Linked DNA regions of Mus musculus: regions 1, 2 and 4 are each linked to region 3. The links are chromatin contacts, called in public Hi-C and promoter capture Hi-C maps. All regions are on one chromosome and are shown on one strand. The core of a region is the stretch at or near the end of the contact, and the rest is flanking DNA. Distances in the headings are between cores, read along the strand shown.

Evidence for each region. Promoter capture Hi-C pulls out the DNA fragments that hold promoters and counts their contacts. Hi-C and Micro-C count contacts between places; a contact is called where the count stands out from the background.
Region 1: a Hi-C map of B cells shows a contact between it and region 3, with 6 read pairs. The contact joins the promoter of Erich1 here to the promoter of Xkr5 in region 3. A contact is called at or near these places in 1 of 39 promoter capture datasets (cranial neural crest) and 1 of 484 Hi-C or Micro-C datasets (B cells).
Region 2: a promoter capture Hi-C map of pre-B cells shows a contact between it and region 3. The contact joins the promoter of Atp7b here to the promoter of Xkr5 in region 3. A contact is called at or near these places in 2 of 39 promoter capture datasets (cranial neural crest and pre-B cells) and 2 of 484 Hi-C or Micro-C datasets (CD8 T cells and muscle stem cells).
Region 4: a contact with region 3 is called in a Hi-C map of B cells, with 5 read pairs. The contact joins the promoter of Golga7 here to the promoter of Xkr5 in region 3. A contact is called at or near these places in 1 of 39 promoter capture datasets (pre-B cells) and 1 of 484 Hi-C or Micro-C datasets (B cells).

What each region holds. Positions count from the first base shown.
Region 1 is chr8:14,088,953-14,091,652 of GRCm38.p6, forward strand. Erich1 (glutamate rich 1) reads right to left here and starts at 1,375. Exons shown (of 6, transcript NM_001034862.2): 1 at 1,289-1,375. The coding sequence starts at 1,310.
Region 2 is chr8:22,058,628-22,061,327 of GRCm38.p6, forward strand. Atp7b (ATPase, Cu++ transporting, beta polypeptide) reads right to left here and starts at 1,447. Exons shown (of 21, transcript NM_007511.2): 1 at 1,345-1,447. The coding sequence starts at 1,428. Alg11 (asparagine-linked glycosylation 11 (alpha-1,2-mannosyltransferase)) reads left to right here and starts at 2,094. Exons shown (of 4, transcript NM_001243161.1): 1 at 2,094-2,143. The coding sequence starts at 2,100.
Region 3 is chr8:18,949,664-18,952,411 of GRCm38.p6, forward strand. Xkr5 (X-linked Kx blood group related 5) reads right to left here and starts at 1,312. Exons shown (of 7, transcript NM_001113350.2): 1 at 1,213-1,312. The coding sequence starts at 1,270. It overlaps Gm40464 (a long non-coding RNA gene), which reads left to right and starts at 604. Exons shown (of 3, transcript XR_870173.3): 1 at 604-767.
Region 4 is chr8:23,255,784-23,258,483 of GRCm38.p6, forward strand. It overlaps Golga7 (golgi autoantigen, golgin subfamily a, 7), which reads right to left and starts at 1,297. Exons shown (of 5, transcript NM_020585.2): 1 at 891-1,297. The coding sequence starts at 1,001.

The DNA.
Region 1 (2,700 bases), core at 125-2,624, 4.9 Mb before region 3:
TTCTTCCCATCTCTCTCATGCTTTCCCTCCCTCCTCCATCCCCATATAACCACCATGAGGCATCCTAGCTGGCCTTCTCAGGCTTAAATGCCTACTTCCAGGTTTATGTTTTGGGTTCACAAGCCCCACTCTTTGGAAAACACAGTATCCTTCAACTATTTACATTTTACCTGATAATTCTGTCATATAGTCTCTTCAACAGAAAAAGAGACTGTTTTCAGAGAGTAGTTTAGTGTCTGATTAAAACGACCAAAAGCTTTCCTGCATTTTACCTTAATTTACTGAGGTTAAAAAGAGTCTTAAAGTTGGCGAGGTGCTTTATAGATGATATAATTCCTTGCATTTAATGCCAAGTTTTGAAGCATCTCGAACATAGAAGGGAATTCAAGAAGAGAAAGCACAGGGTGTGGCGTCAACCCAGGAAACAGCTGAACCTATAAAGTGTTTGTATCCTCTTCCTTGCAAGGATTAGAAAAAGGTTTTGCTGCTCAGTAAAGAACACTTATGTTCATCTTGAAACACAACATCAGATCAGACTGTTTTGAAAGGGTTATATCTGTCCTTTCTGATCCCTGAGATCATCTTACTTCCAACCCCCCCCCCCGCCCCACCCCCATAAAGTTTGATGAAACTTAAGTCACTGAGGCTGAAGTGGAAAGTCGCTAGTTAAGGATGGGGACTATACTAATTTGTTCATGGTTTTCTTGCTTGCAGAGAAATTAGTTTCCTGCTTTTTAAGCAGATACTTATTAACTATATACAGTTGCCACTAGCCGTCTCCTCCACCTCCCTCCCATTTCACAAGAGAGAAGCATGTTTTAAACACAGAAAAGTCTCATATTCTCTACTCCTATCACATGAACTGCACTTCAGGACCTCAGGGTACTAACCCAGAGATGACTGCAGGCCTGGCTGCCCTAGGTAAAGGCAATCCTCCAGACTCTAGGTCTTGTGTCCTCCACCCACCACCCCAATCCCCATCCCCACGCGCCAGCTCCGCCCCAGCAAAGAAGATCCCAGAGTCCGGTGAGGCCTCTGCTCCACTAGTGTGGTCCAGGGAGAACGAAGGCCCCTAAAAGCTGCGACAGCGCCAGACCCAGCCAGCAGGAAGGGGAAGCCACCACAAGAAGGGTACCTCAGGGCCCAGCATGTCCCATCTTGCCCTAGACACTCAAGGTCCCTGTAGCCCCTACGATCCCTCAGTGCTCAGGGCCATCAGCCTACCACGTCCGCCACCCCTGGGTATCTCGGATCCAGTCTCCGTTCGCGTTCCGCGCTTCCTGCCTACCCTGCTTCCGAAGAGAAGACATACTGGACCCCAGCCGGGATCTCTGGCCCCAGCCGCCACCAGTCGCGCGGCGCTTCCGGATTCCTCTCGTGTAGGCCCGCCCACAATATTAGGAGTGCCTAATCCGGACCCGAATTCCCCGCCGCTGGATGTCAATCATCCATATTCGGGGGCGGATTGGTTCGTATGCGGCCCGGGCGTGGCTTAAACTCTGCCTCTAGGAGCCTGGCTCTGGAGCCTGCGCGGAAGGCAGACGGCCTGAAAGCTCTGCTCCTGTGGTTTGCGGTTTGCCCCTGTGATGGACGTGGGCCAAGACACAGCTGGGGACAGTACCGGCTCTGCACACTTGCGGAACTTGGAGTGCAAGCTGGAGAAAGGTTGCTGAGGAGAGAAGGAAGGTCTGGAGGCTTGAAGCAAGGCAAGGTTCCCCAGACACCTGCAATCCGTTCCGCGCGCCCCTCACCACGTCTGCCAGTTGTACCGCTGCACGGCTGGAGATGCTCCCATCTGTTTCGCGTCTACGAATCCCTCTCATTGTGTCGTCTTCCACTTTGCTTTTAGACCAGCTGTGTTACCGCGCTGGAGCCCTTGTTCCCTGTTGACATTGAGTCTTCACCCTTGAACTGCGTCTTCAGAAACATGACTGCCAAGTTCCTACATGGTCTGCAAGCTGGTGGTAACGTTCATGAAAGGTCAGATAGAGGAGCATGACCAAGAAGACTGTAAGGACCATATTCCAAAGAGATGGGCTCTTTGAAGGGAAATAATGCAGGAGCAAATGATTTGGGTTTCATCTTTGAGAAGATGAAAGAGGAAGACCTGATGTTATGAAGAGAATGCTCAAAACATTTTTAGAGCCTATCTAACGCAGGTTTGGATCTGGAAGGAGAGAAGGCGCGCGGTTGTTGCTATTGCAGGACTCTCTGGAACACTCACTCGGACATCAGTGAGAGTAGAAGCGAAGAGATGTCGCAGATGGACTCAAGCCAGGGTTGCTCCTGAAAGGCTTGGTTGGGCTCCAGTCTGTTGTTTGCGTTTTATACTCTAAAACCACAAGGTGGGGTGGGCAAGCAAGCGAAATTTTACAGATGCCTAAGAGGCAGTCAGCAGGTTGTTAAGGGTAACATAGCCCAATGTTTCTGCTATTTCTCCAGGTCGTTATGTTCCAAGTAGCCAGTAAAGACATGCTTGTCAAATAAGCAGGACAAGCAGTGCTTTGAATAAGTCATGAAATGAATCAATAAATCAGTATTTAATAATAGGTCTCTGCTGCTTTCTTCTACTTTACTGGTAAAGATCATGGAAGAAGCAACTTCAAACGGAGATGTGTAAAATTGATGCATTGAGCTTCGAAGTGAAATGACCCAATGTAAATGTCAAGGAAGTGGCTTCTGTCTCTCGGTTAAAAGGAG
Region 2 (2,700 bases), core at 197-2,696, 3.1 Mb after region 3:
TTCAGGGGGACACTGACAAAGATAGGGGGCATCTCCTTCTCTGCTCTGGCCACCCCTACCCGGTGTGGGCTGTCTTCACACCTACTCAGCCACCTCTCTCCCTGCCTGTCCATTAACCTACACCCCTCTCATTCCTACACACCAGAGTCTACATGAATTTCACTAACAAGGGACGCTGGATAAAACTGCTGGATTAATTAGTTTCAGAGACCTGAACAAAAGGAGCAAGCTCCAATCCAGCAATCCAGACCTAAAGAAATACGCCCAGTATTAAATTCGATGTCAATAACCAAGTGTAAGGCCAGTTGAATGGCTCGATGAGTGGATGCACACAATCTTGAAGCCCTAGGACCTGTTTGCTGAAAGGAGGGAAAACCAACTCCTGGACGTCTTCTGCTGACCTCTCACGCCTAGATTCTCTCCCCCTCCATTCTTCCCCATATACACATAAAACAAATAAATAAATGCTTTAAAAAAAAAAAAGACTCAAGTACAAGTAGGGCAAGATGGCTCAGTGGGTAAAGGCACTAGCTTTTAAACCCGACGACCCGACACACTGACACACATGGTGGGAAAAGCAGCACTAAGTCCAGCAAGATGCCCCTAACCTCCATCACACACACACACACACACACACACACACACAACAATTCAAGTGCAAAGATCACGTCAACTGGGAAAGAAAGGAAGCAATCGCCATGACCACCCAAGAGGGAACCACCAACAGACTATGGGGAACACCTATGACACTCTGGGAAACAATCTACAAAGTATAACTAATTGGAAAAAAAAAGTTCCGAGAACATAAAACGTGATTTCAATTAAGCTAGACAAAATATTTTAAAACAATGCACAAATCTTCAAGAATTCATCATATGCCTGCGACCTATACAAGTTTCAGTAAGTATTTGTTGATTGAAAACGCACATGAAGAAAAGAAAAACAGACCTGCTTTTCATGTTAAATATTCTACGCTGTTTGCATCTCTAAGAGGCTGCATTAATTAACCCCCTGTATTATTAAATGAATGCCTTCAAGGTACAGGACTTGGATGTAGACCTTTTGAGGAGCATTAGCCAGGCATTAGCGAGGTATTAGCACTCCCAGGAGCAACTAGAGTTTTTATACAGCAAGCCCACGCTCAAGAGCTCTTTAATAAGGACCGGGGAAAGTTCTGGGCTCGAAATCGTTGTACACCAGAGGGCTAGTGGCACCCTTGATCTAGAGGGTTTTCCTCCCGGGTTCTCAGGGGTACGTGTCCACAGTCACGAGCCCTGGAGGAACCGAGGAGAAAAGCGCTTTGAGCAGGTGCGTACACGCTGCGGTCAGGCAAAGGAAACTTACTTTCCGACTGGCCTCTTTGGCTGTGACCTGTCTCTCCTGTTCAGGCATCGTCCCCACAGACGCCAAGTTCTTCCTGGGATCCATCCCCGAGCCCAAAGGTCACCTGGTTGGGGGGAGGGAAGGGCGACTTTACAAGCCAGGGAGAGGAGGCGCGAAGAAGCGCATCCGTGGTTCCTGGGGAACACAGGGCTCAGATCTCCCAGCCCCGGCGCTGCGGACTACGGACAGCGAGGTCCGCGGTGCGCTGCAGATAGGGTGCAGCGAGGACCACAGTCTCAGGACGCCCGCTCCAGCGCAGCCCCCTCTCCACCCCGCGCCCCGCTACTGCGGCCGCTGGGGACTCGCCGACACCTCTGAAAGAGCGGACTCTGTACTGGAAGATTAGCTCGTCGCCCGCCCGGACCTCCCATTGGGTCCCAACCGGCTGGCAGCGCCGCGGTGGGGGCAGGGCTGGGCGCCCTCAAGGGGGCTTCCAGACGGGAGGGGGGGGAGCGAAGTGGGCGGGGCGAGTGGGGTGGGAGGGGCGAGAGAGCCGGCTGTCCATCACAAGCCACGCCCCACCACCGCCACCGCAGCGGCGTGGCCCAAGTGGGATGGGCCCGTGTGCGCCCCGCCTGTGGGAAGCGGCTATTAGGCAACCTGCAGGAAGGCGTGTAAGCGGGGGGCGTGGCTAACGGCACACGCTTCCTCAGGAGCCAATAGGATAGAAGAACAGGCAAGCGCTTCCGGGCTGTGAGAGGGGAGGGTGGGATAAGATGGCGGCGGACACTGGGAGCTGGTGCGTGTACGCCGTGCTGCGGTGAGGATCTGGTGGCCTGAGCTCACGAGGGCGTGGAGGGTTTGGAGGCAGTCCAGATAAAGTCTGTAGAAGCGCTTTCTTCGTGCCTCGGTTTACCTCGGTTGTTTCGCATGCCGATCAGCTGTTTTCCTTAACTGGCTACCTGCTGCTTCGTAAACCAGTTGGTTGACTCTCTGCTACTTGACCATCTGTTGATTTCTTCTTTCCTGGTTGATGTTTAAAGTTGTAAATATATTGGTTTTGCCTTTGAGATACATATCGTTTCTTATGTAAGAATTACATAAAGTTGGTAGAAATAAACAGGAATGTTAACCACCCGGTGGTCACTACTATTGTAATAGTTCCATATTTCAAAAGTTGTTTCTGCCCTATGAAAGCCTACCTAAGTTCATATGTGTTTTTGTTCAGGTTGAACATTTATAGCTAGCGAAATAGCGTTCTGAAGAGCAGTGGATACATGCATTCTTGCCAGAGTTTGTATTACATCTTCCTTTCTGAGCTGTCTGCTTCAAGGTCTGTAGTGATTGCTAAAAATATGAATAGGCTAGTTTGTTCTA
Region 3 (2,748 bases), core at 62-2,561:
ACTCTTTCTGCAGCCTAGTTAGGTTTAGAACTCACCACGTTCATCCACCCCCAACCTCTTCATTGGCTTGGATTATACGCCTATGCCATCAGACCAGGCTCCACCTATATAACCTCGGATGTCAGCGAGAAGCTGTGTTGGTATTACTGATTACTGAGGGGGATTGTGGAGGGTACTCAGGGACCCTTTCACACTACCGTTGTCCTGAGTTTTCTAGGATTACCAAGGAATGTAGATCAGTAGGCACAAACCTCACTGCTTGGAGGCAGAGCCGGGAACCCATCAGCTATGGGAAGAGAATAGCCACTATTCCTTTCTCAGTCCCAGGTTATGTTCAGTGCACTGACAAGCTTCCTGCTAAACATCCATTCTTTTCCTGTTGGAAAGCTAGGGGACTAGGCCACTATGGGCAACAGTGTACTTCCTAGTCTCTTAGGGCCTAAACTAGCGCCCTTTGGGATTCTGAGTGGGTGTTGGGGACGGGAATCTGCAGGGATTATTCTGTAAATCAGAGGTAAATTTCAGAGATACCATGTCCAAGAAGGGACGCGGAACCTTGTTGGATCCGGATGGTGGAGTTTCCCCAGGGACCGGGCCTTGTAGGAGAGTGGCAGAAGTGGGCGGAGGCACTCTATGCCAGCACTGAAAGGGTTACAAATTCAAACGCGAAAGGCGCGAAAACTATGGCCATCTTGCTTCATCTCCGCTACCCACAGGACCCTTGTCTTCAGTAAACCAGCGTTCTGCTGTGTCACAATCTCGAAAGGGTAACCAGTGTCCTTTGGGATCCCACCCCTCCACCTCTCCCAGCTCTTGGATCGCATGCCACCCCAGCCCGGAGCCCGGGTGTCCAGGGAGCCAGGGCGCCTCACCAAGTGCTGGCGCTCCAAAGTAGCCTCCTCACGCAGCTCTTTGCAGAGCACCAGCGAGAGGAGAGAGAAGGGACTCAGGGCTCCGGGTTTGGAGTATGGGGAGGATCCATGCATGGAGGGATGTCTAACTGGATGGAGGAAATCATGCATGGTGAGGGGATCACACAGGGAGTGCTCTGCAGGCTAGGACGGGAGATCATCGTGCGTGCACCGGCGCAGTGTTCGCCGCTTGCCTGCCTGCCGGAGGAGGAGGAGGCACAGCGGTGGTAGATGTGCCCCGCACACTGGGTTGGAGTAGGGTATTGGAGGGGTGAGCACTCGCGGGCTGCGCCTCACTCACGCGCGCTTTGCTCGGCCGCCTGCAGCAGGGCAGAGAGCCCCAGGAGCCCCGCGTGCATCTTCTGAGCTGCTGCTGCCTGTGCCCGCCCCTTCCCCTGCCCGGGACCGGGTTGGGGAGGCTTCCGGCTTGGGGCCCCAAGACAGGAGGCTTTTCTTCCCAGTCAGTTACCAAGTTGCTAGTAGGGTTGGGGTGAAGGCGGGGACAGGGGGCAGGAGGAACCGACAGGTTCTTAGGGGGCAGTCTCGCGGTCTGTGTCAGATTTGCATGCTGTCCCAGCCTCCTAACGGCTGTAAGACACAATGGGTTTGTTCTGAAGCGAAATGGGTTAGTCACTGGGTGGTCATAGTCAGCGGGTTTGCTCAAAACAGAGTCCACTTAACTACTAGTCAGAGTGGTGTATGTGTGTATGTGTATCATGGGAGGAGGAATTTGAAAAGCTGATTGGGACTTTTGAAAAATTTCAGTTGTGTGTCCAGAAAAGGGAAAGGAAACACGCCTAAAATGGCATCTGAGCCTTTAATAGCCGCTTTGCTTTCAGACCTTTCTCCCAGGTATCCTTGAGGGGTTAATCCAGATCCCCCAAAGCCAGAAGTAAACCTTCCCACGGAAAGTCTTTCTGGGAGATGGGAAAGCATCACCCTGACATTTGTTTCGATGTAGAGGTTACACAGGACTGTGGACGTGGGGACAAAGATTGTTCTGAATCGTCCATGCCCAGCGGAAAAATGTTTTATAACCCTTGAGCAGGCGTGGCAGGAAATTACTAAGTAGAGGTCAGGCCTACAGCGATTCTGCCCCATAGAATTCTTGCGAAGGAATAAGAATACACAAATTAGGACTGGAAATAAATGCTGTTCATGATTAGTGATGGGTGGGGAACATTTCAATACATTTCTCAACATTTTTAGCCTTAAAACATCCCACCACACTCCCCATCCAAATTCCTAGGTGTACGGTTTGAGAAATAAAAACATATTCTATATTTCATTTGTTAAAAACAGTCCAAGGCAGGCAAGGTGGGGGATCAGGACGTTGGCTGCCTCTCTGGTCTGTCTTGTGTGCTGTGTCCAGTGTGGAGGGACATGGCCCCCCAGGTTCAGAATCCTATAAATGGAGATCGCAGAAGGGTCAGCTGGAAGACACAACTGGGGATTCCAGCTGGGATATTCTATCTGATTCTATTCTATTTGATTGGCTGTGTGGCAAAGGTGGTTGGTTCATAATCACACCTCCTGTGCCACCAGCCTCCCTTCTCTCTACCTTTCTTTTCTTCACAGCACTTATCCAGTTACGTTTCCTCCTTGGCTAATGTGTTATCTTTTACCAGTCTGCTATGGCAGGAGGTGAGGTGCCTTCATTAGACTAATGACACTGTCTCTAGACCTGACTCAGGGGAGGCTCTTGTGAGACAGACTTCCTGGAGAGACAAAACATGACAGATAAAAGCAATGGCTGCACCCTTGTCCAGCTTGGTGAACCAATGAGTATTTACTGTGGTGACTAACTGGAGTGGGGGACTCATTACTTACAAGGAGC
Region 4 (2,700 bases), core at 47-2,546, 4.3 Mb after region 3:
ACCATGCTTAATTACCCTCCAAGTTCCTCATCCTTCAGAAACTGATTTATGAACAGGAAATAGAATCTGAGTAATATCGCTGAAGAACAAAAGGAGGATCACATTGGGTAGACGAGTAGATTTTTTTTGTTTTTTTTTTGGTGTGGTTAAATCTGAAGGAATGGTACACAAATCTCATCTTTGTTTACAAGGTTGCCCAAAGGACCTCTGCCCCATGACCGTTTTGATATGCAAGGCAAACAGGAAGTTCCCAGTGATAATGACTGGGAGTCAGGGTTGGTTCAGCTACAAGTTCCTTTGCCGTTCCTGCCCGGGACCGTGTACGTTTTTCAGGTTCCAAGAAGGCCTGTCTGGACTGCCGAGCACATCCCTAATAAACCCTTTCAGCTGAACAGTATGACCAGCACAGTGACCACAGATACCAGTCATGACTATGACGCTGTCTTTCGCGTGTCTGAGGCAGTAGGATATAGGTTACCACAGGAGGTATGAGGTGGCCTGGAGTTCCAGGAATTAGCACCTCATCAAGATGTCAATAACTGAGTGAGTGTGTGTGTGTGTGTGAGCTTCAACCAGGTGTCAAGTACCGTGTGTGTGTGTGTGTGTGTGTGTGTGTGTGTGTCGGCATCCTGTTAAGGACACTCTTGGGTGGACTGCGGGCCAGCATCCTAAAAGTTCTATATGATCACTGTACTCTGAGCATTAGCCTTAGTGGTCTTTCTCCAAATACTAGACCGTACCTCCTTCGTATATCTTTTCCCATGAATCCTGACGTCTCATGCTCTCCCGAACCGTGAGACACTCCCTCCCGCTCCAGGGACTCTCCCCTCCCCAGGGCCAGGGGCAGGGCCAGGAGCAGGGCCAGGAGCAGGGGAAGCCGGGCTGCATACCCTGTTCTCCAGCTCCGCGGGGAACTTGGTCTGGAACTGGCAGCGCGTGCCGCTGCTGTAGTCTCGCTGAATGAACACCTTCCCGGACACCGGTGCCTGCTGCGGCCTCATGGCGAGGACAGGACCCGCCGCTCTGCGAGTTCGGGCAAGACACGGGGTCAGATGGCCGGCCTAGAGCCGGCTCTCCGGCCCGCCAGCCCTTCGGAGCCACCCACCGCCCAAAGACGCCCCAGGCCTCCCCCCTCGCCGATCCCCTTCACTCATGGCTGTAGCCGAGGGACTCCAAGCTACCCAAGCCCAGGACCCGCGCCCCCCCACATCCTGGTTCGGCCCTGGAAACACAAACCCGCCTCCTCGGCCCTCCAGCAGCTGTCGCGCCACCTCCGTCGCCGCTTACGTCCTGTCGCAAAAAAACCTAGCCTCTCCCGAACACCTTCTGTGCCGCACGTTGACACCCCGCCCCCTCCGGCCGTAAAGCGACGCCTCCGCGGCTGCGCGTTGCGGTGAGGTGCGCGGTGGCTGGGAGAGAAGTCTTCCTAGTGTAGGCGAATGAAACCCTTCCGGGCGGAAGAAGATGATGATGATGAGGTGGACGTGATCGGTGGATCCGGGAGTTCCGGGAAAGACGCCGGGGTTAGAGACTCGGAATTCCCTGTTGGTTGTGGTGAAGTGGTTTGTGGGCACAGGAATAGTTCCCTTCTTGATTAAGCGTTCCAGCTTTCACGTGGGCTAACCCACCTCGCTCCACAAAAACAACCGTCACTCTCCAATTCCAACAGACACAGATATTTACAACTACAAAGCGCACTACTGGGGATGCATTTGGCCCCTGGAACCCTCTTGAACGAGAGTGAGGAGATGGTATTCCTGTTCTGCATTATCCTGCATCCCTTCTCCAATTCTTCTTGAGGTGTTGGTTTTTTTCGTCCCAGAGACATGTACACCAGCTATACCCGCTTAGGTGACCCGACTGGACCAACAACAGTTCTCTCTCATTGGTCCCCACTTTACTGACTGTATCTTTGCAAGACATCCAGGAAAATCCCTATGCACGTCTGGTGGTGGCGATGTTCTAGTACAACTTTTTAGTATACTGATAATTGATTAGATACTTGATCAGTTGTCACGATAATTGATTTCTCTTTTGGGGTTTTAAAAATAGCATTAAAAAAATTTCCAGCATAGGGCGGGGGACAGGGCAGAGGTCGTCCACTCCCTGGTGATCTCTGAGTTCAAGCCCACCCCAGTTTACCTAAATAGTACCAGGCCAGCCAGATCGTCATGGTGAGACCCTGTCTCAAAAATGAATAGCTTTATCCCAATAAAGGGTGTATAGTAAACCCACTCATTTAACGTGGACATAATTTGTTAACTTCTACCACGTCCATGCCCTTAAACCATCAGTACAATCAAGATAATAAACACCACCTCTAAAAACTTCCTTACTCTTTACAGTCATACCTTTCAGCCATTCAGCAGACCCCCTTTGCCCAGTACTAACCTTTCTGTCACTAGAAACAAACTTGTGTTTTCTTAACTTTCACTTAAATTGAATCAGAGTTTTTCGTCTCCTTCTTATTGTATAGATTCTACTGAGATTCCTCTGTTGTGCCATACGTAATTTCATTTCTGTGACTTTCCCCATTTATTCATTCACGTACTGCCTCAGGGTTTCCATTGCTGTGAAGGGAAACCATGACCAAGACAGTTTTTTATTTGTTTGTTTGTTTGGTTTTTTGAGACAGGGTTTCTCTGTATAGCCCTGGCTGTCCTGGAACTCACTTTGTAGACCAGGCTGGCCTCGAACTTA